5 separate regions of the Sus scrofa genome follow, and all the other regions are linked to region 5. A link is a contact called in public Hi-C, HiChIP or PLAC-seq and promoter capture Hi-C data. All regions are on one chromosome and are shown on one strand. The core of a region is the stretch at or near the end of the contact, and the rest is flanking DNA. Distances in the headings are between cores, read along the strand shown. Region 1 holds the start of KDM3A (lysine-specific demethylase 3A). Region 2 holds the start of THNSL2 (threonine synthase-like 2). Region 3 holds the start of REEP1 (receptor expression-enhancing protein 1). Region 4 holds the start of MRPL35 (39S ribosomal protein L35, mitochondrial). Region 5 holds the start of RMND5A (protein RMD5 homolog A).

Evidence for each region. Promoter capture Hi-C pulls out the DNA fragments that hold promoters and counts their contacts. A called contact is a pair of places that touch in the nucleus more often than the background predicts. HiChIP or PLAC-seq counts read pairs in DNA pulled down with a chosen protein or histone mark.
Region 1: a promoter capture Hi-C map of fetal liver shows a contact between it and region 5, with 3 times the contacts expected there. The contact joins the promoter of KDM3A here to the promoter of RMND5A in region 5. A contact is called at or near these places in 2 of 5 promoter capture datasets (fetal liver and liver), 10 of 47 Hi-C or Micro-C datasets (alveolar macrophages, blood, heart right ventricle and 4 more) and 1 of 2 datasets of contacts at active chromatin or transcription factors (alveolar macrophages).
Region 2: a contact with region 5 is called in a Hi-C map of skeletal muscle, with 5 times the contacts expected there. The contact joins the promoter of THNSL2 here to the promoter of RMND5A in region 5. A contact is called at or near these places in 1 of 5 promoter capture datasets (liver) and 1 of 47 Hi-C or Micro-C datasets (skeletal muscle).
Region 3: an H3K27ac HiChIP or PLAC-seq map of alveolar macrophages shows a contact between it and region 5. The contact joins the promoter of REEP1 here to the promoter of RMND5A in region 5. A contact is called at or near these places in 1 of 5 promoter capture datasets (fetal liver) and 1 of 2 datasets of contacts at active chromatin or transcription factors (alveolar macrophages).
Region 4: a contact with region 5 is called in a promoter capture Hi-C map of liver, with 5 times the contacts expected there. The contact joins the promoter of MRPL35 here to the promoter of RMND5A in region 5. A contact is called at or near these places in 2 of 5 promoter capture datasets (fetal liver and liver), 1 of 47 Hi-C or Micro-C datasets (liver) and 1 of 2 datasets of contacts at active chromatin or transcription factors (alveolar macrophages).

Annotation. Positions count from the first base shown.
Region 1 is chr3:58,353,437-58,357,918 of Sscrofa11.1, forward strand. It overlaps KDM3A (lysine-specific demethylase 3A), which reads right to left and starts at 1,564. Exons shown (of 26, transcript XM_003124935.6): 1 at 1,447-1,564; 2 at 645-859. The coding sequence starts at 830.
Region 2 is chr3:57,818,319-57,822,780 of Sscrofa11.1, forward strand. THNSL2 (threonine synthase-like 2) reads right to left here and starts at 2,978. Exons shown (of 11, transcript XM_021087277.1): 1 at 723-2,978; 2 at 313-547. The coding sequence starts at 926.
Region 3 is chr3:58,434,814-58,439,516 of Sscrofa11.1, forward strand. It overlaps REEP1 (receptor expression-enhancing protein 1), which reads left to right and starts at 1,513. Exons shown (of 12, transcript XR_002342544.1): 1 at 1,513-1,674.
Region 4 is chr3:58,572,644-58,577,486 of Sscrofa11.1, forward strand. It overlaps MRPL35 (39S ribosomal protein L35, mitochondrial), which reads right to left and starts at 2,467. Exons shown (of 5, transcript XM_003124936.4): 1 at 2,337-2,467. It overlaps IMMT (MICOS complex subunit MIC60), which reads left to right and starts at 2,532. Exons shown (of 13, transcript XM_021087287.1): 1 at 2,532-2,724. The coding sequence starts at 2,680.
Region 5 is chr3:58,094,051-58,098,670 of Sscrofa11.1, forward strand. It overlaps RMND5A (protein RMD5 homolog A), which reads right to left and starts at 2,802. Exons shown (of 9, transcript XM_021087278.1): 1 at 2,030-2,802. The coding sequence starts at 2,171. LOC110259986 (a long non-coding RNA gene) reads left to right here and starts at 2,935. Exons shown (of 4, transcript XR_002342541.1): 1 at 2,935-3,112; 2 at 4,288-4,316.

The sequences.
Region 1 (4,482 bases), core at 314-2,813, 260 kb after region 5:
ACCCAAATGGAATACTTTGAAGCCATTCCTCCAAAACACCATATAAGGGGCAGCTCCACCCCGACCCTCCATATATGGGCATATCCCACACCCACCCACAGACTCATCAGAGACAACCAGGAACCCACTCCAGCCCTGACCCACCATATACGGACAAATACCCACCCTAATAGATCTAAGCTCCTCCCTCTACTCTCACACTTCTTTTCTAACAAGTCTGAAAGTTGAATAAGTTGGGTGAAGAAATTAGGGGGAACAAACAAGAAACCCAACCGAAAGCGCTTCCAAGCAGGAGCGCTCAGTCCTTAATGACTCCAAACGTCACCCACTTGCCCAACTTCATCTTTACAACACCACTCCGCCTTTGGAGAAATAATCGTACAGCCCTAATGAGGCACAGCTCGGGCAAAAACTAAGCATGTCTGAGCAACCCTAAGCCCATTATTAAACATAGGCAACTCTAGGCCAAGCACACCTCGCTCTACACACCATTTGAAAGACTTTCAAGGTCTAGTTGCCTGCACCTTCAGATCAGATGCCAACTTTCTGGTCGCCTTTTCAGAAAAGGGGGGGGGGGTGCCGGCTGTCTCGTTACCTAGGTAACTAGGAAACGGCCGCCAGCCGAGGCCCGGGAGCCGTTTTACCTTCAGATCCTTCTTGGTAACGTCGGTGTGGGAGACAGCTCGAATGGTCCCGGAGAGCCAGGGCCACTCGGCGACGCGCTCCACGTCCCAGCTGTCGTGGCCGCCTTCGCTGCCGTCGGCAGCGGACAGACTGAGGAATCGCTTCCCCACCAATACTGGCCAACTTTCTCCAAGCGTGAGCACCATGATTTCCACGCTGCAGGAAGGGCTCCTCCCTGCAAAAACACAAAAACAAAATGCAACGGGGGCGGCCGGTGGGAGGGAGGCCGGGAAGAGAGCGCGGTGGGGGGAGGCCGGAGCGGAGGGAAGGGTTCTAACCCCGCTCGGAGGACGGGACCCCAGGCAACCGCGGGTGCGACTGAGGATCCCGCAGCCGATCTCTCCACCCGCGTCCTCCCCGCCCCCGATCCCTCCCCCACCGCAAACACGGGCCCAAGCGCCGCGTGACCCTCGCTCTCCCAAGTTTCGCTTTTCCTAAACCTTAAACCTAAACGCAGACAGAGTGAAGGGAAAATCATTTGCAGCTTAAGTGAATTTGAAAGTGTTCGCCCCTCACCCCGGAAAAGAAAAGGCCCCGAAGCAGAGGGCCCGTCCCGGGCGGGCGGTCGGGTCCCCGCCCCGGGCGGCCCCGCGGGAGGGGCGAGCCCGCGGTTCCGCACTTGCCCCGCCGCCCCGCCCCGACACCCGCTTCCCAGCCCCCGACCCCCGGCCTGCGCCGAGGCGCGGGGGCGGCGGGGCCGCGGGCTTGGCGCCTTCACCTTTCTTCCTCCGCTCCCCTCAGCCGAGGCCGCGGCGCGCTTACCCCGCCTCCCGCCTCCCTGAGTCACCGGCGGCGGCCGCCGTTTCCAGCCGCCCAGCCGACTCTAGCTCTGACTTGGTTCAAGAGCTCTCACAAGACACGCACAGCCTCCCGGGCCCGCCCCCTTGGAGCCGCTTCCACCGCTCATTGGCTGGGCCCAAGGAGCTGGGCGAGACTCGTGGGGAAAGAGCCCATCGCCATTGGCCGTCCTAGGGAGGGCGGGGCGAGAGAAAAAAACAATTCCTTGGCTGCCTCCTCCCTTTCCCCTCCCCCTTCCGACTCCCGGACGACCCCCATTAGGTTAAAGTACACCAAGCGTAAGTGAGGGATCCCTCCGCCACAGCCATTCTTTCCATTTGTTGCCTCACAGGATACAAAAAAGTCCCGCGAAATCGGCTATCAACTTTAGGACCCAGAGGGAAATTACAGTGGTGCACAGATAAGACTGAATGGCGAAGCCCAGAGCTGTAAGTGCCTATTGGATTGCTTTTCAAGTGCGTAGGCTGTCGACCGAAGATAGGCATTCCACTTGGCGGAAGAATCTCACAGGAAAAGGGTGAGGGCGGTGCAGAGTCAGCGGGGGAGGGAAGGGACGGGAACGTGCGGTTTCAAGCGTACTCAGCTAGAGGGAGGAGCGACAGCGCTCTGGAGGCTGGTGCGCAGGCGCTTTGCTGAGCAGAGGCTGGAGCTTGGGCTGCTGGGTGAAATGGCCGCGGGAGGCGCAGGCGCACGTGGTGTTCATCATGGAAAGTCTAAAGTCCGCCATTTTGAAGGAAAAATGAAGAAAGGCATGGAGTCATTGGGAAATGACGTTAATTAAATCTAGAGCAAAAGAGGACATCAGTAGAATGCGAAATGGATTTTTTTTTTTAATGTAAAGGGAGGATGGGAAGATATTCTGAGACCTACAAAGAAATTGAAGGACTAGATCAAGGTCATAATGGTGTAAGAGATGTGAAGAGGAAGTGACTTTGAAGGACAAAGGAGTTGAGAGGTGATTATGTCTTTTGGACCTCAAGTTTTTTGGTTGAATAAAGAAAAAAATGGAATAAAGGAATTGAAGTTCTCTTATTTTATAAAGGCTGGTGCTTGACATGGCATCACATTTAATCATGATTAAAATTAAGTGAAGAACTCAAGCTACCAATTTTACAAGTGTGAAAACTGAGAATCAGAAAAAGTTCAGAAACCTATTTGTGAGATTATAGATGCAAGTTAACTCCGTGTTGGCTTTAAACTTCTATGTTCTGAACAGATGACATTAAATTAAAATTTTAATTAAGAATAAACACTGAAGAATTAATTTGGATTGCAATTTGCAGACCATTCAAAAGGGAGGAAATGGAACAAAGAAAACCTATTGGTCTAACATAGGTCAGAATGGGATAGAGAAAAAAACAAATAAAACTTAAGACAGAATGTGGTAAATAGAAAAAAAAAACTAGAGAAGTCTAAATATCAGTATTTACAATAAATATAAGTGGGTTAATTTTGCTCAGAACTTAAAAAGACACACTGGATTGAAAACAAAATCCTATAAATTGACCTCAAGTGAACTCCAAAAACACAGAAAACTTGAAAATACTGGGTGAAAGAGTTTCTAATCTAATGGTAATTGAAGGAAAACAAAATAGCACTGTTAATATGGCTGAAAGCAAAAGCATCAAAGAGAAAAGGATTTTATGTCAATAAAGGGTAAATCCCACAAACATAATACAGACTCTTGAATTATTATGACTCTGGGAGCATAGGAACATAGCCTAGCCTAAGCTAAGAGTAAACTTATGAAAACATCTTGACAATTTGTAATAAGAGTAGAAGATATAAATACATCTACCCTAGAAACAGGCATTTCAGATTTTTAAAATAGGTGAGGGTATGGAGGACTTAGATTACATAATTATTAATTTGAAAAATAATAGGAAAAAGTTCTATTAAACTTCAAATGACACATAATGCCTATGTTATATTCACAGTTCCAGAATTTAGGAAAGATAGATATTCTATGCATTTTATAAAACTTGCAAACCTTTTATTATCAAATCTTAACCAGGAGAGTGCAATAAAGGAAAGCTATAGCTTAATCACATTATAAATAGAGGTGAGAAATTCTTATATAAAATATGAGCAAGGGAGTTCCTATTGTGGCTCAGCAGAAACTAACCCAACTAGGATCCATGAGGATGTGGGTTCGAGCCCAGCCTCACTCAGTGGGTTAAAGATCTGGCATCGTCATGATCTGTGGTTTAGGCCACAGACTTGGCTTGGATCCATGTTGCTGTGGCTGTGGCATAGAGTGGTAGCTGTAGCTCTGATTCGACCTCTAGCTTGGGAACTTCCATATGCTGCAGGTGCAGCCCTAAAAAGCAAAACAAATAAGTAAATTTTAATTTAAAAAATAATAAAATATAAGGAAGCCAATTCCAGCAGTATATTTTTAAATAATCACCATGAATAATTATGTTTATTATATGAATATGAGGATATTTCAAGATTAGAAAATTACTACAGGTCACCATAACAGATTAAAAGAGAAAAATCATGTTCATTTTAGTAGAGGGTTAAAAGAACATGCACTCACAATGAAAGCCAAACTACCTAGAAAGCTAGGAATATTAAGAGCACACAGTATTCAATACTTATTCATGATTTTTAAAAATAATTTTAAACTTCCTACAAAATATGAGGAATATGAGACATCCACCCTAGAAAAACACCTAGAAAGATGAACTAGGAAACAGCAACAAGGTTTTTCATTTAGGCATTTTTTTTTTTTTGGCTGTGAAAAATTAGAAATAATCTAAATATGCTTCAGGTGGGGAATAAATAAATGAAATATACAATATAATGAAAAGCCATAGTGCATTTGAAAGGGAATAAAACATATTTAGATGTACCAATAAGAATAGACTAGCAAGAGTTCCTATTATGGCTCAGCAGTTAATGAACCTGACTAGCATCCATGAGGATGCGGGTTCCATCCCTGGCATCACTCAGTGGGTTAAGGATCCAGCGTTGCCATGAGCTGTGGTGTAGGTT
Region 2 (4,462 bases), core at 1,728-4,227, 280 kb before region 5:
TCATGGTTCCTAGTCAGACTGGTTTCCCCTGAGCCATGACAGGAAGTCCTTGAAAGAGTTTTTAAATAATAAACAATCTGCAGATTACTTTGGCATTCCTCCCACTGGAGGTGGGAGCTGGAATGGATGAAGTTTGGGGGATATTTCCCATTTTAGGGTTCCAGAGTCTGGAAAAAACTCCAAATTTGTGGGAAATGTGACTAGGGACCTCCTAGGGGTTAAATGATGGATTTGCAGCTCGGGGATGGTGGGGCGGGGGGTGGTGCTGACCGAAGAGTAAGGTGGGAGAGGAGAGACGTAGGAGCTGCTCACCGTTTAAGTCATCCTTTGGAATAAGCTCCGGGCCAATGAAGAGGCTGCACAGCGCCTTCACCAGGCCAGCGTAGGAGAGCCCACTCCACTGGCGCAAGGTCTCCCCGCCCAGCTGTGGGAGTTCCTCAGGCATGTAGAGGCCCCCGTCCGGGGCATAGCCAGAGAAGAGCGCCCCCTCAAAGTCGACCCGAGGGGCCATCCCCCGAGTGCTGACGTACCACATGATCCTGGAGACCTGCAGAGGGAACAGTCCCAGAGGCACCTGACCTCCAAGCTTGGTAACCTAGGGGGCAAAGCTGAAGTACTTGAAGCCCCTGGGTCATGTAGTAAGATCTCACGCCAGCTTCATCTGAAACTGTACAAATCATGACCTCACCCATCAAAAGGAGGCAATTCCACTGAACTACTACCTCAAAAGAAGGCGTAATGGAACATGCTGGGAAAGGAGAAAGCTTGGTCCCCACTGATGACGAAGAAGTCCCTGGGGTGGGGAAAAATAATAGCAATGATAAGGCAAGTGCCATTTTGATACTCCTCTCGATAAGGAGAGGACTACACACTCGATTATGCACCCTTCTGAGATACCTGTGTCCACTTCTGCTCAAACAAATCATTACCTTCAATGGATTTTTAGCAATGTTACCTATAACCTAATGGTTCTCCATGCTGGTAGTTTGTTGGAATCAACTTGGGGAAAAAAATACCCCTACCTTGGGGCCCCACCTGGATCAATTAAATTGAAATCTCTACACAAGGCTCCTTGGATGGATCTAATGTGCAGCAAGGATTAACAACTGTGTAGCCAACTTATCCCAGGTTGCTTGGAACTTTCCTAGTTTTAAAATTTAAAGTCCCCAGAGAGAGTTCCTACTATGACATAGTGGGTTAAGGATCTCAAGTCTCTGGTTTGATCCCCAGCCCAGTGCTGTGGATTGGCATTACTGCAGCGTGTTGTAGGTCTCAGCTGCAGCTCAGATTCAGTCCCTGCCCTGGGAAATTTCATATGCCTTGGGTGCGGCCAAAAAGAAGAAGAAGAAAACCCTTAAAGTCCCCAGTCCCAGGAAACCACTCAGTCCCAGGCAAACTAGTATAGTTGGTCATCCCAGTTGAAAACCAGTGCCCTATTGGGTTGTGATGATCATTGTACAACTTTAAATGTAATAAAATTCATTGAGTTAAGAAAAAAATGGTGCCCTATGTCTCAGCGTAACATGAGAAGAATAGTTCAATGGCTGATGCAGTACTATTAATCTGGCCATAGCTAACTGGCCCCATGTGGACTCAGAATTCTGATTAGCATGGAGGGAGATGGGGTCCAAGGGCACCTCAGGCATAACTCTGGTCACGCATTTCATCGGTTAGGTTCCCAGGAGCCAAGGGCCGTGCTGAGGAGCTGGGTTGAGCTCTGGATCATGGCTGTGAATTCTTTCTTTTCTTTTTTTGTCTTTTTAGGGCTGCACCTGCAGCATATGGAGGTCCAGGCTAGGGGTTGAATTGGAGCGACAGTTGCCAGTCTAAACCACAGCCACAGCAATGAGGGATTGAGCTGCGTCTGTGACCTACACCACAGCTCAGGTCAATGCTGGATCCTTAACCCACTAAATGAGGCCAGGGATTGAACCTCCATCTTCATGGATGCTAGTCGGGTTCATTTCCACTGAGCCACGATGGGAATTCTTGTGAATTCTGATTATAAATCCCCATAGCACTTCTGGGGATGAATCTGGCTAGACATAGCTCTCAGCACCAGCTTGGACTCATTTCTGTGCCAGGGCCAGCAGGGAACCCCTGCTCTCTGGGGACAAAGCCACCTGAAGCCTTCCACCTATGAGAAAGGGAAGTGACTATGTGGCAGTGACCTGGAAGAACTCTGGTTTCCTAGACTGCGGATCTGATGCCTCTGAGCCCAGTGCAAATCCACATGAGCCACTTGCCACTCCCAAGCCTACAAGTGCATTTAGCTTACAGAGACAAGTTGAATTGTCCATACCATGGATCTTTGGAAAGTGAAAGTAGATATTATTAATAATTATGCTGGGGAATTCTCATTTTGGCTCAGTGGTAACAAACCCAGCTAGGATCCATGAGGATGCAGGTTCCATCTCTGGCCCCACTCAGTGGGTTAAGGATCCAGCATTGCCATGAGCTGTGGTGTAGGTTGCAGATGCTGCTCAGATCTGGCATTGCTGTGGCTGTGGTATAGGCCGGAAACTGCAGCTCTGATTCGACCCCTAGCCTGGGAACTCACATATGCCACACCTGTGGCATACACACACACACACACACACATATATATATACACACACATATATGTATGTGTGTATGTATGTATATGTATATGTATGTATGTATGTACACACACACACACATACTGGGACAATGGGGATAAACCAGAACTGTCTCAGGCCAAATTGGAAATATCACCTTGCATAGGGGTCCACACCACAGAAATGGAATCAGGGTAACTCCCAAGCCAACTGCAGGGAGTAAGCAAGGAAAGCCCAAAACAGAACCAAGGCAGGAGGGCAGGGGGCTAGCAGTGCCTTCAACAAAGGGAGGACTATCTTTCCTTTTAGGGACGCACCCTCGACATATGGAGGTTCCCAGGCTAGGGGTCGAATCAGAAGCTACAGCTGCTGGACTATACCACAGCCACGCCAGATCCGAGCCGAGTCTGCGACCTACACCACAGCTCACAGCAATGCTGGATCCTTAACCCATTGATCGAGGCCAGGGATTGAACCCACAACCTCATGGTTCCTAGTCAGACTGGTTTCTGCTGTGCCACGAGGGGAACTCCAAGAGAGGGCTCTCTGTAACTCTGTGGCAAGGGTCAGAGCCAATATGAACTGCCCAAGACCTTGGAGTAACCAGGGGGCGATCCTGCCGGGCCACCTCTGCAGCCAGACCAAAGGAAAGAAGACAATTGTGTTGTCAAAGAAGTTGAGTCGGACATGAGGGCAGGAGCAAAGGCAGGCAGGGCTCTGAGCAAGAGCCAAAGAAAACATCTGCAGAACTCTCTGCCCTGAGGAGTGGGGGGACAGTGGATCACATCACACCTGGGGCACTGGGCTCTGTTCTGGGCTCCTCCCCACGCCAAGGAGGAGGTGGATAAACTGGCCCAGGAACAAAAGAGAGGGCCTGACACCAGGCTCTGCAACCATCACAGAAAGAACTGGACTGACCAACACACAGGTGGCTGTCTTCCCCAGGAATGGTAGCCCCTGTTCTGTCCAAGGACCCCAAGGAGCCAGAATGGGAAAAACTACGTGACATACACTGCTGGGTTCAGTGTTAGGTAAACCAAATAGAGAAGCCAGAAGTAGAAGCAGCTGCCCCAGTGACACAAGCTGGGACCTGGGACCTGGGACCCTTTGCTACAGTGCTTTTGCACCTGGTCAAACATCTCCTGGAACAACAAAATACAAAGAAACTATAAGGGACTGAAAGTAACTGTACCTGCCAGCAGTTGGATCAAATTACCGGCAAAAAGATACAAAAAAACCCCCCTAAAAACCCAGCTGCCATTTCTGAAAAGCCCAGAGCAAAGGCAGGGTGTTGGGGCAAAAGCAGGCATGTCCCCTGCACACAATCCCACCCAAACCACCCCTGTGGCTGGACTCCTGGACCTGCCTCTATCCAAGCCCCATACAAGGAATCAGCTCCCGCCCTTCCTCGGGGAAACCTGTTGCTTGCTTTTTGCTCCATGCGCAGCAGCAGGGGCCCCATACAGCCTTGCCTGAGTTTCTGGCCTGGCCTCTCATTTCTATTGACTAAGGTCAGCCGAGAACCCAGATAACAACAGGATGGGGTGAAGCCGAGGAAGAAAATCAAGCACCCTGGTTGGAGTGCTGCATGGGGTGGGACTAAGTGGCCTCTGTTGAAGGAGGTTTTATAATTTTCCCATGCCACTCCACTGGACCCTGTTCCAGAGTGGAGCAGGATCCAAAAAACTCTGACCACTAAACCTAGAGAAAAAAACAAGGGAAAAGAGACACCACCCCAAGGCAGGGGCACATTTCAGGAAGGGCTCCTTGAGGAGGTGATTTTTCTGAGCAGGGGTGGAGGCAGGGCGGAGGCTTAAACCCCCAAGGTGGGTTGGACTGATCACTGACTGCAGACTGCGCCCCTAGGGTGGAAGCCCGGCAGG
Region 3 (4,703 bases), core at 263-2,762, 340 kb after region 5:
CTTGAGGGCAGAGGAGCTGTCCCCAGCTGTCTGATAACTGGCCCTGGGGTGATAAGCTGGGTATATGGTGGCCTGTGTGAGCTCCTGATAAGGCAGTTGGTGGGGTGTGAACTTAAGGGGCTGTGTACGAAGGGGAACTGACTGCTCCCTAGCCTGGGCCTCAAAACTGGTCAAGACAGCATTAAAAAAAAAGAGAGAGAAACAAAACTGAATTACAGGGATTTTATAGGTTCTTTGGAGACCACTCATAGGTTATGTCTCAACTGCAGTGTCCTTATTGTGGGCAAGGTCTTTCTTCCACTTGTATCACAAACTATCTCTCTACTTCCTCTGAAGATATAGTCTCGGCCTCTTTCTGCAAGGTCTGAGGTCTCCTTGCCTCTCCCAGGAAGCTAGCTGTCTTGGCCAGGGTTTCTTTAAAGGAGGCTTCATGCTAGCTCTTTCCTGTGCTTCTTGCATCTGACACTGAATTATACATAAGCATCAGCAAAGGAGGATAGCGCTCTAAGAGGGCATCATGGTGGCAGTGAGGAAGGAGGCAGCTGAGGCCAGAAGGAGTGGAAAAAGATTTTTCAAGAACAAGGGAACAACATATCAGGCAGCCCTTATGTAATAAAGGCCAGGGCTAGGGTGAGGAGGGTGAGGCACTCTCCTCAGTGGTGAAACTGAAGGGCGTGCCACAAATGCAGTAATCAAGATAAATCATATTTAATGCAATTTAAAAAAAAACCCACGTAGAAGGTGCGCATTTCCCCTTTTGCCTAAGGCTCCAAAATGGCCCCAGCGTTATACAATTATAGCTTCTAGCTTCCTTCCGGCCAAATCATGCCCCTGAGACACTTCCAAACAGAAAAGCTGGAGGAGTCCTCTAGGAAGGGCTCTCCTTAGTTAATAAATCTGAGCCTCGAAGAAGGAGGCTAGGAATACAGTGTATGAACAGTGGAGAGGGGACACTTGTCTAAGCCCCAAATGCTTAAAGTGAAAAGGGCTAGAGGGATATTTGGGGCGTGGAGGTGGCAAAGAGCTTGTGTGTAGGCAGGGATCAGGTCACGTAGGGACCTTCAGAATTTTAACTAGGGGAGACGCGGGCCCAGATTTGTTTCTTATGCAGATAATGCCTTGTGGGTTAGTTCTGGAGGGGTCAGATCTGGATACAAGAAATCCCTTATGAGGCTAGTGCAGAATCCAGCGAGGGACTATGCCCATCAGAACAGGTGGAGACAAATTCCTAAGGGCCAGTCCTCAGTTTCCCCGCTGGAACACAGAGGATGGGGCAGCCCCCGGGTCTCTGCCCTGCCAATTGGGCCACCTCAGGGTCCCCTGTGAGCGGCGGATGTGCCGGGGGGCGCAGAGGAACCACCCCAATTTAGCTGGGGGCCTGGGGCCAGCGGGGCGGGGCGGGGCCGGCCGGTGCCCAACCTGCTCGCTGCCCAATCGCCGCCGGCCCGCGGTGCCCCGGGGGGCTGGGGCCGCCGCCGCCGCTGCCGCCGGAACGTGCCGCGGCTGCGCCGACGCGCGAGCGCCGGGCAGGGCGGCGGGCGCGTTCAGTCTGGCGGCGGCGGCCGTGCGCTGACGGACGTGCCCGAAGCGCCGCAGCCGCCCGCAGCCGAGCCCGGCCGCGCCCGCCCGCTCGCCCCCCGCCATGGTGGCATGGATCATCTCCAGGCTGGTGGTGTAAGTGGCCTTCTTCCCCGCGTCCCTTCCTTCCTTACCCCCTTCTCCGCCCCCGGCCCCCGGGGCTGCGCGCGCCCCTGCAGCGCCGGCCCTGGTGGCTCCGGCTATTAATACCCGGCGGCCGCTAAATTTAGCAGGTACAGTAGCTGCCGAGGGCGCCGGCGAGCGGGCGGCGCAGGACGCGGCTGCTGCCTTGCGGGGCCCGGCCCGGGAGCGGGGGACCGGCGGGCGGAGGCAGCGAGGGCTGGGGCGCACGGGGCTCCGCCGGGGGCCGCTTTGTTCCCCCGCTGGGTGCGCTCGGCCGCGAGGGCCCGAGTGGGCGAGCCGCGGGGACCAGCGTCCCTCTCCTTGGGGGGAAATGTTGGTTTGGGGTCGCCCGTCGCCGCGCCCCGCCACCGCGCTTTTGTCAGGTGAAAACGACGGAGCCCAGAAGAGCCTGGGGCTCTGCCTAGAGGGGTCGGCGCCGAGAAGGGCGGAGAGCCGGAGGCGGGGCTCCTAAGGGGGCGAAAAAAATACTCCTTTTTAGGTTTCTTAAATTGACAGCGGCAAGGCGAGAGGGGCGGAGGAGGACATGTGCGAATCTTGGGGTAGCTGCCTCGCGTCCCCTTATCTAAGTCCTTTGACGGGGATGGGGATTGAAGGAGAGAGAGGGACAGGCATCTCCAGGAATTCACGGGAAATTTCCGAGTGACAGACGGCCACCCTGACCGTGGGGATGACATCTCCCAGGCGTTGCGGGAGAGCGCAGAGTCATCCGGGGCGAGGCCTGTGTGAAGTCATTGCGGGTGGGCGTGGGGGGCGTTTTGCTCTGTCCAAGCCCCAGAGCTGAGTAGACCTTTGCAGAGCTCCTCCCCTCCTGGATTTGTTCTCCTTTGGAGGGAGACAGGGCCATCTCTTACAGTGCCTCTCCTTCCCAAGCCATTCTCGCCTGAGTGGGGACAGATTTGCCACCTGCTAGGGGAGACGGGCTGAAACTGATCAGGGGAGAGGGGCCAGGGAGTGCGACTGGGGCTTTTTCTTTGTCTAAGAAAGAGGGGCTCCCGACTCTGCTTGATTGTGCAGCATCACTGCCCACGTTGTGGAACGTCTTCCATCTCCTACCCTTCTGTCCTGATTTTCAAAGAAGCAGTCAGAGGCAGGGCTTCTGAAGTCATTCTCAGCATTGTCTCCTGGTCACCGTTCTGGACTTTTCCTCTCAAAGACAGTGTGTGTGCCTCTCAGCCCCCAAGTCATTCATTCCAGGAGGGCCTCTCCACAGCTGTTGCTGCCTGCTGAGTGGTGGTGGGGGGTGTTGTGCTGTACCTAGAGGTGGCATGTTAAATATTTAGAAGATTTCTGCGGGCAGAGCTGGCTTGAATTACCCAGGGAAGCGGCTGGCACGCCTTGCCCCACCTCATGCCCGACCAAGGCTCGTCTTGCCTTCAGGGTGGTATTTTTTTTTTTTTTTTCCTCCTGAAGTAGTGCTGTGATCTTCATACATGCAGGTGGCTTCTGGGGTGGGGTCAGGCACTGCTCAGGGTGGGACCAGAGCGTTGAGTTGACCAGTCTGGAAGGCTCACTCTTTATAGGTCCTGCTGGGCTGGGGCTAGAACACTGGGGAGTGATGGTTTCTGGTCTGGAGTCCATGGAACCGCCTTTAAATGTATTAGCACCCTCCCCCTGTATGCTAAACCACTGAGGCGGGTGGAGAGGAGAGGCATATATTTGGGCGGGGGGGTCTTAGGGACTTGCTGTTAATTTTTAAAACAACCACACTCCTGAGAAGTGAAGCTTTAGAGAATTTAAATGACCATGAGGACTGCCCCTCAGGTCAGCCCAGGACTCTCTGCTCCAAGGGAGAGTTTGTGGAATTTGTGGTTGTTATTCCCACAAAAGGTCAGAGATATGACTTACCCCTCAATCCCTAATTCTGTAGAGAAGCCCAACTTGGATGTGTCTGTTGCAAATGGTTAAAACCACTTTAATAAGCAGTACCTGTTTCCTATAAATAATACCCGTTCATTAGAGGAAAATTAGAAACTATAGATCAATAGACTGAAACTCATCCACGTTATTACTGTACAGAAATAGTTAATGATAATTTGGAGAGGTATATTCATCAAGGCATTTTTCCCTCAGGATACATGCCCATATGTTTCTATTTACCATTTGAGGAAGTTATCGATTCAGCCCAAATTTCCGCAAACCTCTCAGCAAAGAGAAGAAATACCATGTTTGGAGTCTGAAAAACCTTGGTTCAAGTCCCAATTTCGCCTCTTGCCAACAGATCCCAGTTCACAACTCATATCACAAGAGATTCTAGTTTGCAAGCACTAGGTAACCTCATCTTACTGTCGCAGAGATTTCAAAGATGCATGATACCTACCTAAATTGCCAAGCACCGCAGAAGGCATTAAAGCCATGAGAGTCCCCTCCTTCTGTTCTCTGGGAGACGGGGGAAGAACTCCAGGAGGGGCTTTCAGATGTTATTCCTGTGGTTTTCACCCTGGCTTCCCTGAGGGCCACCCAGCCTGAGTGGGTGGGTTCTGGGCGCCTAGTCCTGATTCCTTTTGTTTGTTTTATATATTGGGGTTCTAGGTAAAATATAATTTGGAAAATATATGAGTTTTACTACTAAATAAAAGCCACTGATCCAGTCCTCCCCTCATCTGTGAAACTGTAGAGGAGTGTGCCTTTCCCAAGGACTGGAGGGGAGCTGGTAAAGAAAACAGGCTATGGAGTTTGGGGTCCATGCCCTTTTCACCTCTGCCCATCCTGAACAGTTGTCCTAAATTGATCTCTTTCAGGCTTTCCAGACCTCTAGTGTGGCGTCCTATGGTTTTGTCCACAAGCCCCTTTCCTATAGGCATGTTTTCATGGTTTTGGAAGCCCCTGTCACATCAAAGAACATTCAAGGAAGACCTATCACTGTGTTCTGAGGATTGGGAAGGGAGTGTCTTCCTTCCAGCCAGAGGCATCAAGGCAAGCTGTTGGTGTCTGCAGACAGCCAGCTCTGGTTTGTGGCTGTCTGTATTGCCGTGGGCTGTGAG
Region 4 (4,843 bases), core at 1,217-3,716, 480 kb after region 5:
AGTGAGGCCAGGGATTGAACCTGCAACCTCATGGTTCCTAGTAGGATTCATTTCTGCTGTGCCACGACAGGAACTCCCATACCTCCTTTTCTGACTCTGCCCCTCCGTCTTCCCTCTTTCACTCATAAGGATCCTTGTGATTATACTTGGCCTGCACAGATAATCTTGATAATTCCTCAATCTCAAGATGCTTGATTTAATCACACCTGCAAAGTTCTTGTCATGCAAGGTAATATATTCACAGGTCTCTGGGATTAGGAGAATGTGGATGTATTGGAGAATAATTATTTTGCTTACTGCACTTATTGTCATTTTAAAATAACAAGTATGAGAGCTCTCTTGTGGCACATCAAGTTAAGGATCTGGCATTGTCATTGGAGAAGCTTATGTTGCTGCTATGGCATGGGTTCAACCCCTGGCCTGGGTATTTCCACATGCTGTGGGTTGGACAAAAAGGAATAAAATAAATTCAATAAAATAACAATTATAAACCTTTTCCATGTTAATACAAACATATTTTTATGAAAAATAACTATTTCAAAAAATTAGTGAGAAGAGTGGCATTGTTTAAATTTTTTTTTTTTTTTTTTTTTTTTTTTAGGGCCACACCTGCACCATATGGGGCTAGGGGTCCAATCAGAGCTGCAGCTGCCAGCCTATGTCACAGCCACAGCAACACCAAATCCAGCCGAGTCTAGGATCTACACCACAGCGTGGCAACGCTGAATCCTTCAGCCCATTGAGTGAGGCCAGGGATTGAAACTGCATCCTCACGGATACTAGTCAGATTCTTTTTTTTTTCTTCTGCTTTTTAGAGCTGCATATGGAAGTTCCCAGGCTAGGGGGCGAATCAGAGCTGTAGCCACCAGCCTACGCCACAGCCACAGCAACGTGTGATCTGAGCCACATCTTCAACCTACACCTCAGCTAATGGCAACGCCGAATCCTTAACCCACTGAGCAAGACCAGGGATCAAACCTGCATCCTCAAGGATGCTAGTGAGATTCATTAACCACTGAGCCATGACAGCAACTCCTGAGGACAGTCCATTTTAAAGCAAAAAAAAAAAAAGTCATAAATTGCACATGAAGATGGGGATTAAGGACTTTATTAAATGACAAAAACTATAGAAATTAATTTTGGAGTTTGAAATCTTGAAGATGGAAAAGTTGCTAATGATATTGAGGCCCAACGCTGTGCCATACATGGCTGGAGGAGATGTTCATTGACATTGAGAGGTTTATGGCCAAGGTGTTAGAAAAGTCATCACACTGGCGTCAGCTAGCATGAGAGCAGTGGGCAGGGATGGGCTGGCAGGGCTGCCGTTTAATTGTTAAAATTACTAAAAAAAAAAAAAAGTGGGCGACTGCTCTTGAGGCTAAGTGATGGCAATGTGAAATATCAAGTATAATGTAATTACAAAATTATTCGGAAAAGCAGTAAACCTATACAAACATAAGTAATCATTTGATTTTAGATAATTTTATTTTTCTGTTTTTTGGACTTTTAGGGCTGCATTGGTGGCATATGGAGGTTCCCAGGCTAAGGGTCTAATGGGAGCTGTAGCTACCAGAGCCATACCAACGCCAGATCCCAGTCTGTGATCTACACCGCAGCTCACAGCAACGCCGGATCCTGAACCCACTGAGGCCAGGAATTGAACCCGCAACCTCATGGTTCCTAGTTGGATTCGTTTCCGCTGCGCCCCAACGGGAACTCCTTAGATAATTTTCAAAGTCACTTCTTTACAAATGGGATTCAGTAGCGTTGTCTACCGCTAGGGAGAACTACAATGAACTATCTAGTTAAGACTTGAAGTACCTTACACACGCAATAGATAAGTTATTTAGTTTCTATGATATTGTGATAAGATCATTACTAGTACTAATAGTATTGAATAGTGTTCAATATTTAACATATGTTTCCGTGATTACAGAATCGGTGGAATGCTTTGAACAGTGTTTCTGCACTGACTTCATCTCACAGATTGTGGCCAAAATTATCTTTTTAAAATACAAACTTGGTGGAGAAAGCAGTGTGGTTTAATATGGAAGGAGTAGAGACTGTGGAACCTGAAGAATCAGGGTCCCTATCCCTTCTCTGCTATTTATTAGATACATGAACAAATAATTTTGCACAAAGGTCTCCTCAGTGTTCTCTCACCCAGCCTCTCAAAAGCATGACTCCCTGAAGGACTGTCAAACAAAACAAACGCGGAAACCGAGACACTACCGTCGTTTACGTAACTTTGGGCAAATCCATTCCTTTCTACGAAATATCCAGCCGACGGAAAAGGCTGAGCCACTTTCCTGCTAGAATTCTCCGAAGAATCACACCTGCTCAGTTTTCGCAGGAACCGAAGCCCCAGTTTCCGACGTCCTCCAACCGGTTCAGTTCACCTAGTACCCTGGGCTTCCCGCTACAGACCAGAACCCGAAGCGCAACCCGGAAAGAGAAAGCGCCCTTTCCGTCCCGACAGAGCCCAGCCTCTCGGAGGGGCTTGGACAGGGGCAACAGGAGGTTGCGCATGCGCAGTGGCGGTGGCTGCCCTTCCGGTACGCAGGGCGCGGACAGGCGGCACGGACGCAAGCACGCTTGCGCGCGCGCACGGTCTCCCCTTCTCGCGCCGCCGCCGCCCCTGCTCTCACTTAGACCCGCAGCGCCGTCCGCCGCGCCGAGATGCTGCGGGCCTGTCATTTATCCGGCGTGACCTCCACCGCCCAGGTAAGGATCAGGGCGCCGGAAGAGAGTGTGTGGTGACGGGCAACCTACTGAAAGTGGGGGAGGCTTTGTCTCTGCCTAGGCCCGGGGACAAAGGCGTGTCTCAGGGCCGCCTTTATCGCGAGAGTGTCGGGTGGGCCCGTGAAGCAGTTAATTCGGGAGTTTGCCAGACTGGGATGACTTGAGGGTTATTGCTGAGCGGGATGGGGCATGAGGAGAAGGTGGCGGGGAGGCGGGCATAGGACGGGAGGCACGGCCTAGGGGACGTGCCATCCAATCAGCCCTGCGCTGCCCCAGTCTAGGACCAATCGAGGCTACTGGCGCTCGGGTCGCCGGTTGGGCGCGTGATAGGTTTCGCACAGTCGGTGGTTGAAGGTCGACAGGGAAAAACTACACTTCCCAGCAGGATACGCACAGCCTTGTCTTATTGCATCTTAGTAAGGCCGTTCTTGGACTGCTGGAGTCCGCGTTTTAGGGGTCAAGGTTGTAATTATCACGGAGGAGGGATTGCCCTTCTTTTTGTAGCTGAGAACACCTCTTGAGCTCTTCGTTCTCTGAACAAAAATGAAAGGTTGTAGTTTATGGAGCTCGAACTCTTGGTGCTCAAGGAAGGTTAGGCGACATGACCTTGTGCTCATTTCTGAGATTAGCCTGTGTCTCCAGGTGCTGGGACAACTTTGGCACACATTCAAGGAGGTTAGAAACCCAGTTCCTTTTATTTCTGCATGATTGTCAAAGTAATTTGCTAAAATTAAAAATAAAAAAGGTAAACCTATTCCCACTGCTCACAATTAAAGAAAATTGGTATTTTGGCAAAATGTGATGTTGCAAAACAGGTACTGTGACTCATGCAATTGAGCAAAATCCCTAGACATAGTGAGTTAGAAATCATAAAAATCAAACTTAATTTTTTCTTTCAAGTTTTCTTATTTCCCTTTCATTTTAAGGGTAAGAGAAGCAGCCTCTTCCATAGGAAAGTGGGGTGTGTGTTGGTTTTCTATTGCTATATAACAAATGCCACATATTGAGCAGCTTAAAACAAAACCGTTTCTGGACATGAATGGGGTTCTCTGCTATGGTATTGTCCCCACTGTGGTTCTCATTTGGAGCTAAGGGTTCTCTTCCAAGCTCTTGTAGTTTGTTGGCAGAATTGTAGTTTGTTGTGGTTGTAGGGCTCAAGTCTTTGTTCCCTCCCACCCCACACCTCCGGGGTTTAAGTGGGTTTAATTCGGAGCTGCAGCAAGCTGCATCTGCAACCTACACCACAGATCATGGTAACACTGGATCCTTAACCCACTGAGCAAGGCCCGGCATCGAACCTGCGTCCTCATGGATACTAGTTAGATTTCTTTCCACTGAGCCACGATGGGAACTCCCCCTCAGACCCAGATTTAAAGGGTTTATAGGATTAGGCCAGGCCCACCTGGATCACCCCCTTCTGATTAAATTCAGGTCATCTGATTAGTAACCTGAATTATATCTCTGATACTCCTTTTGCCATACAACCTCGGATCATGGGCTTAACTGCAGGGGGCAGAGATCATGGCGGCCATATGAGAGTCTGGCCCTGTTGTGATGCCCCAGTTGGGCTAGGAGGGGGCAGGATGCAGAGCTGCCTTTTGGGGCGGGACTGTAGAAGTTTGTCTCTGGAGCCCTCCTTTCATGGCACTCTCTTCATTATTTTGCCCTCAGGTTACATTGTCACTGTCTGCAGTAAAGTCCAAAATTACTTTTTCCTTCCTTGCCTTTATCAAAATATTTTCTAAAAACTTAATGGGATTCCATTTAGGAAATTAGAAGAAAACTGGTCAAAACTTACTACTAAAATATGAATCCATTTCTAGCCTACAACCAAGATTTCTTACCTTCCTAAAATTTCTGTCTTGTAAAATTCATTGGTTTATTCTTATCTTCTCGTTCATTCCATGGTGTTTGATGTGTTATTTTGTGAAACTCTTTTCGCTCTTTTCCCTTTTCTCATGTAGTATCTTGGGTCCCAGGTTACCCTTCATCTTTTTCATTTTCCTTTGTTGAGTCTGCTTTTTCTTGTACCCCTGGGAACCCAAGTATCCCAAGGAACTCTCTTCCCCCTTCTCCCCCTCTCCCTAGCTCTTTCTCTCTC
Region 5 (4,620 bases), core at 1,552-4,051:
AAAAAGCAGGAGGCTGAAAAGAAAACATGAGCAATTCATCACATCAGACTTTTTAAACAGCCCAGCAAACTCTGTGGCTAATATCCTACTGGCTGTAAATTCCTTGAAAAGTTCCCCAATAACAAGCGAGGAGGTCTAAAATTCCCACTTTAGCAATTTCTCCAAATTATTTTGTCCACCCGGGATGGACCCCAAATCCCCTACAACAAGGTTCACAACCACATCCCCCTTCAATTAGCATGCCCTCTATCTCTCTCTCTCTCTCTCTCTCTCTCTCTCTCAGGGAAGAAAGGGATTTTACTTTCCATCTTCTCTCTCTCAAGCTCTGCCTAACCCAGCCCTCAATCTCTGACCTGGTCAGTAAAACTGAAATGTTCCTTCTGCCTCTCCAAGTCTACACCCTTCACTCACTCCTTCCCTTTCAGTCTTTAACAAGACCAAGATTTCCTCCCCAGTGGAGGGGGAGGGGCACTCCTTCAGTCCCTTTACTGAAGCAGCCCCCTTCACCTTGATCTGCACATTCTTCTTACCTCTCTGTCACCTAGTTTATTTTAACAATTCTATGAAACTGCAAGTAAAGAGGGTCACTGACTCCCAGCAGCCACAAACCTTGACCAACCTCTCTTTCTCTAAACCCGTCCTTTCTGCAGGCTCCTCCTGGCCTTCCACGCTTCAAGGCTATGCTTAGATCCTAAAGTCTTTCCTCCCTGTGGCCTAAGGGCTCTCCTTCCCTCTCCCGCAGAAAGGACACCAGGAAACCACCCTAGACCTTACCTCCTCCCAAACTCCACCTATGTATCTTCAGCCACCAGAAAATATCACTGAGCTCTTGACTCAATCTTCATTAGCCCTTCAGCTTCTCACTTGTCCAAAACCAAGTTCACCAGCACCTCCCCAGAGTCCCACCCCACTCTAGGTCTACTTCCCCTTCAGAAGCACTAACTCTCAGGATAAAGCAGTCTGGGAAAGGAAGGTGTGCAAGAAAGAAGGAGCGGTGGAGAGAGGCTCAACTAGGACCACTCTCCTCAACCTCACCTGCCAGGTCTACACATCCCCCCAAACCTTCCTTTTCAAAAAAATTCTGTTCTGCCTCCAAGTTGAAAAGGCCTCCGAACAGCTCTTCAATAAATCCATCACATAAAGTCCTTTACTTCTGGCTCAGAAGGAATCACCACTGTGGATATTTAAATTCAAACATCAGACGTTGAATGTTATTTAAAAAACAAAAAAAAACAAACCCTTCCCAAGCAGCTTCCACAAATTAAACTTTGGCAAAGTATCTGCCCCCAGGGTCTAGGCAGTAACCATATAGGAAAAACACCTACTATAGAAAATCTGTTTTCTGAAAGGAAAACAAGTTAAAAACTTGACCAGGTAAGCAAGTTAACTACCAACTTGTGCCACAATGTGTTTCTGGAGAGTTCCTCCGTCTCATCACTGGCTCCAGGAGGAGAGCTGAACAGTTTGGTTCAGCTAGTTTCCTAGCAATCAAGTCAGTGCCGCTGCCGAATTAAAGAAAAACTGCTTCCACACAGAGTTAAATTATGGAGTTGCAGAAGCGGCTGTTCTGTTAACCCACAGCTAAGAATAACACTCAACTTTCTAATTTAAAAAAAAAAAGAAAAAGAAAGAAAAGGAAAGACGAGAAAAGTAAGTCTCTGCGCTAAGAGTTTGGGGCAGAGAAGAAAGAGGGGGCTCCCTGCACTGACTCTCTGTTTACCCAGAGCCTTATGCCCAAGGCAACTGACCAGGGGAGCCCAGCCCGGGAGGGCGGCAGTTTGCAGGTGCGACGGACGGCCCCACCCCCGTTTAACCTGGGCTGGAGCCCCAGGCTTCAGAATTGGTTTTCCGGGTGGGTTCGGGCTCACTCTTAATTAACAACGAGGTCGGGGTAAGTTGGAGACAAAACCGGAGAGAGAAGCAGGAAAAAGCCAAAAGGGCCGCAGGGAAGGAGGAGCCGAGGCCCCCGGAGGCCACCCTTCCTGGCCCGCCGAGGCCTGGCCCCGCGCGCCCACCCGGGCCGCCCTACCGTGGCTCTGCAGGATCTCGTGCTTGAGGCCGCCCGTGTAGTCGATAAGCTCCTCCAGGCCGCGCTCGCACAGCTGCCCGTAGCCCGAGAACTTGTGCAGCACCTTCTCCAGCTCGCGCTCCACCGTCACGCACTGATCCATCCCGGAGGCGGTGGCGGCAGCGGCGCTCGGCTGCCCAGCGCCCGGGTGTCCGCAGCCGTTCGGCCCGGGCCCGGCCGAGGCCGCGTCCTGCTCCTCGTCCCCCAAGCGGGCGGCACGGGAGACTGAAGAGGCGGACGCGCTAGCCCCGGCGCCGAGGGAGCTCCGCGCAGCCCGCGCCCGCCTGCCCCATGGCGCCCCGACCCCGGCGCGTCGCCGCTGCTCCCGCTCGTTCTTCCCACCCGGCCCCGAGCCCCCGCTCGCCGCGTTCGCTGTCCGACGCGGCGCCGCCGATTGTTTTTGTTTTCACGGGAACCGACCGATGACCTGGTTCTCCCGGGCGGCACCAAGCGCCGCCGACCCGAGGGGGGGCAGCCACCCCAGCGAGGGATGGAGGCGGCGGGGGCCGTACCAAGCGCACGCTCGTGGCGGGGGGAGGCGGCCGGCGAGCGCGGGCGGAGGAACGTGACGAGCGTCCGCTCGCGCCGCCGCTCTAAAGGTGTGGGCCCTACCACGCGGGAGGCGTGCAAGGGAGCGGGAGAGGGCGGAGCAAAGATCCAATTGGGCCGAGGAGCTAAATAGGGAACTTTGGAGCCAGCCCCAGAGCTCCGAGAGCGCTACAACTACGCGCTCCGTAAACAAGAGGGTGGAAACCGCCCGTCACCACTCCGCCCAGAAACGGAGAAAACGAACCAATAAGCGCCGAGAATACGTAAGGAACGAACGTCCTCCAATCCCTGGCCGAGGCCTAATCCTTCAGCCAATCTGGGACTAGAGGCCAAACCAATAGTCTCGCTGTTGGAGGGGGTGATTTGGAGAGCATCCTGGGAAGCAAGTCGTTTCTGGAAAGCCGTGAGGGAAAACAAGGCAGAAATAAAAAGGCCTATTTCCCATAGGACTTCGCCCCAGCCCTGAGTTATTTCATCTCCCTGTCATTCCTGAGGGTACTGTCTTCTCCAAGTTTTGGAAAGCAGACTCGCCGCCCCGAGGAAAAATCCAGCCAGGCCGAGCGGAGTGGGTGGTGCTGCGGGCGGGGGTCGCTAACTGGAATAAGAAGAGGGGGATTCTGAGGTGGGAGAAGGGGGCTGCTTGTTGGCCGGGCGTGGCCCGCGATCCTGCCTCGATTCTCGCTACACCGGGAGGTCACAAGCCTTACACCTCCACCCCCACCCCCGCGGGCCTCGGCCCTTTGGCCCCTGGGACTCTCCTGACGGGTTGCCTCACCCCGGGGGCAGCATCACGGAAGGGAAACTTGCGTCGGACCTCGGGGCAGCCTGGCTCCTGCCTCTTCGGCTCGTTATTCCATTGCTTCCGATGGAGTTACCCCCTTCGCGTGAATCCTTCCCCTGACTTGCCATGGCGCCTCCTACCTTGGCCTGTACCTACTTGCTCACTAAGCTGTGACTGCCCCGACCTTAGCTTAGCGTTCCTCCTAGAAGCCAAGTTGATGCTTGCCTCAGGACCTCTGTACTTAGCCTTTCTTTGGACTAGAAAACTCTTCCATCGTGTCATCCTAAAATTTTCGGCTCACTTGTACCACAGAGGGTCCCCCCCTGACCACATTCCCTCCTCCATTACTACACCATATTTATTATGGTCAATCATAGCCGTTTTACTATTTTCTCACCACTTGTTATCTGTTTCAGTTATTTTCATTCACTTTTCTGTCTGCACTCCTTCAATAAAGCGCTAAGGCAGCCCCCTGGCCTCTGTTTTCTGTGCCCAGAACAGTGATTGGCAACATAGTACCTGGTCTTTTTATTATTATTATTATTAAGGTAAAACCTTTTTGAGCCTCAGTGTCTCTTTTTATAGTTTGGTAATAATTAGAACTAATAATACTTCGATCTATTGTTAGGAAAATGAAGATAATTTAGGTAAACACCCAGTAGCACATGATAACTACATGATAAACAGTGGTGGTTGCTACTAGTGTCAGTTCCCAGGAGTAAATATGAGATGGCAACTTAAAAATCATGGAATCACGTTGGTCCAGCACCTACCTAGTCGTTTTATTTAGTTCTCCGTGATACTCAAGGGCAGCCGCACTGTTGCTCTTACACATGGCCTTTCTCTTCCCCACCTAACCTGTTTTCCTTTCTCCTCTCTCCCTTGACAGGTGGCCCTGATTCCTCCTTCACTGAGAAGGTAAAAAACATTCAACTCCAGCACCTTCTGTCACCCTTCTCAAAGTGTGTCCATCTGTTGTATCCATTTTATGAACTGTTGTCAAGTACCCAACAGAAAAGGCGTGCCTTCTCCCTTTTTAAGTGGCCAGCTGACCTGAGGATGTGGGGAGAGCCTTCATTCAACCCTCCTTAGGCTGTTTCCCTTTTCTGCTCAGTCTTTTCATGGCCAGGCTGCCCGAAAAAATCCTCCACTCTTGTTCCTCCTGTTTCTCCAAGGATCTTCTTGATAAGCTCTGTCATCCTTTTCTGTCTTTTTTTTTTTC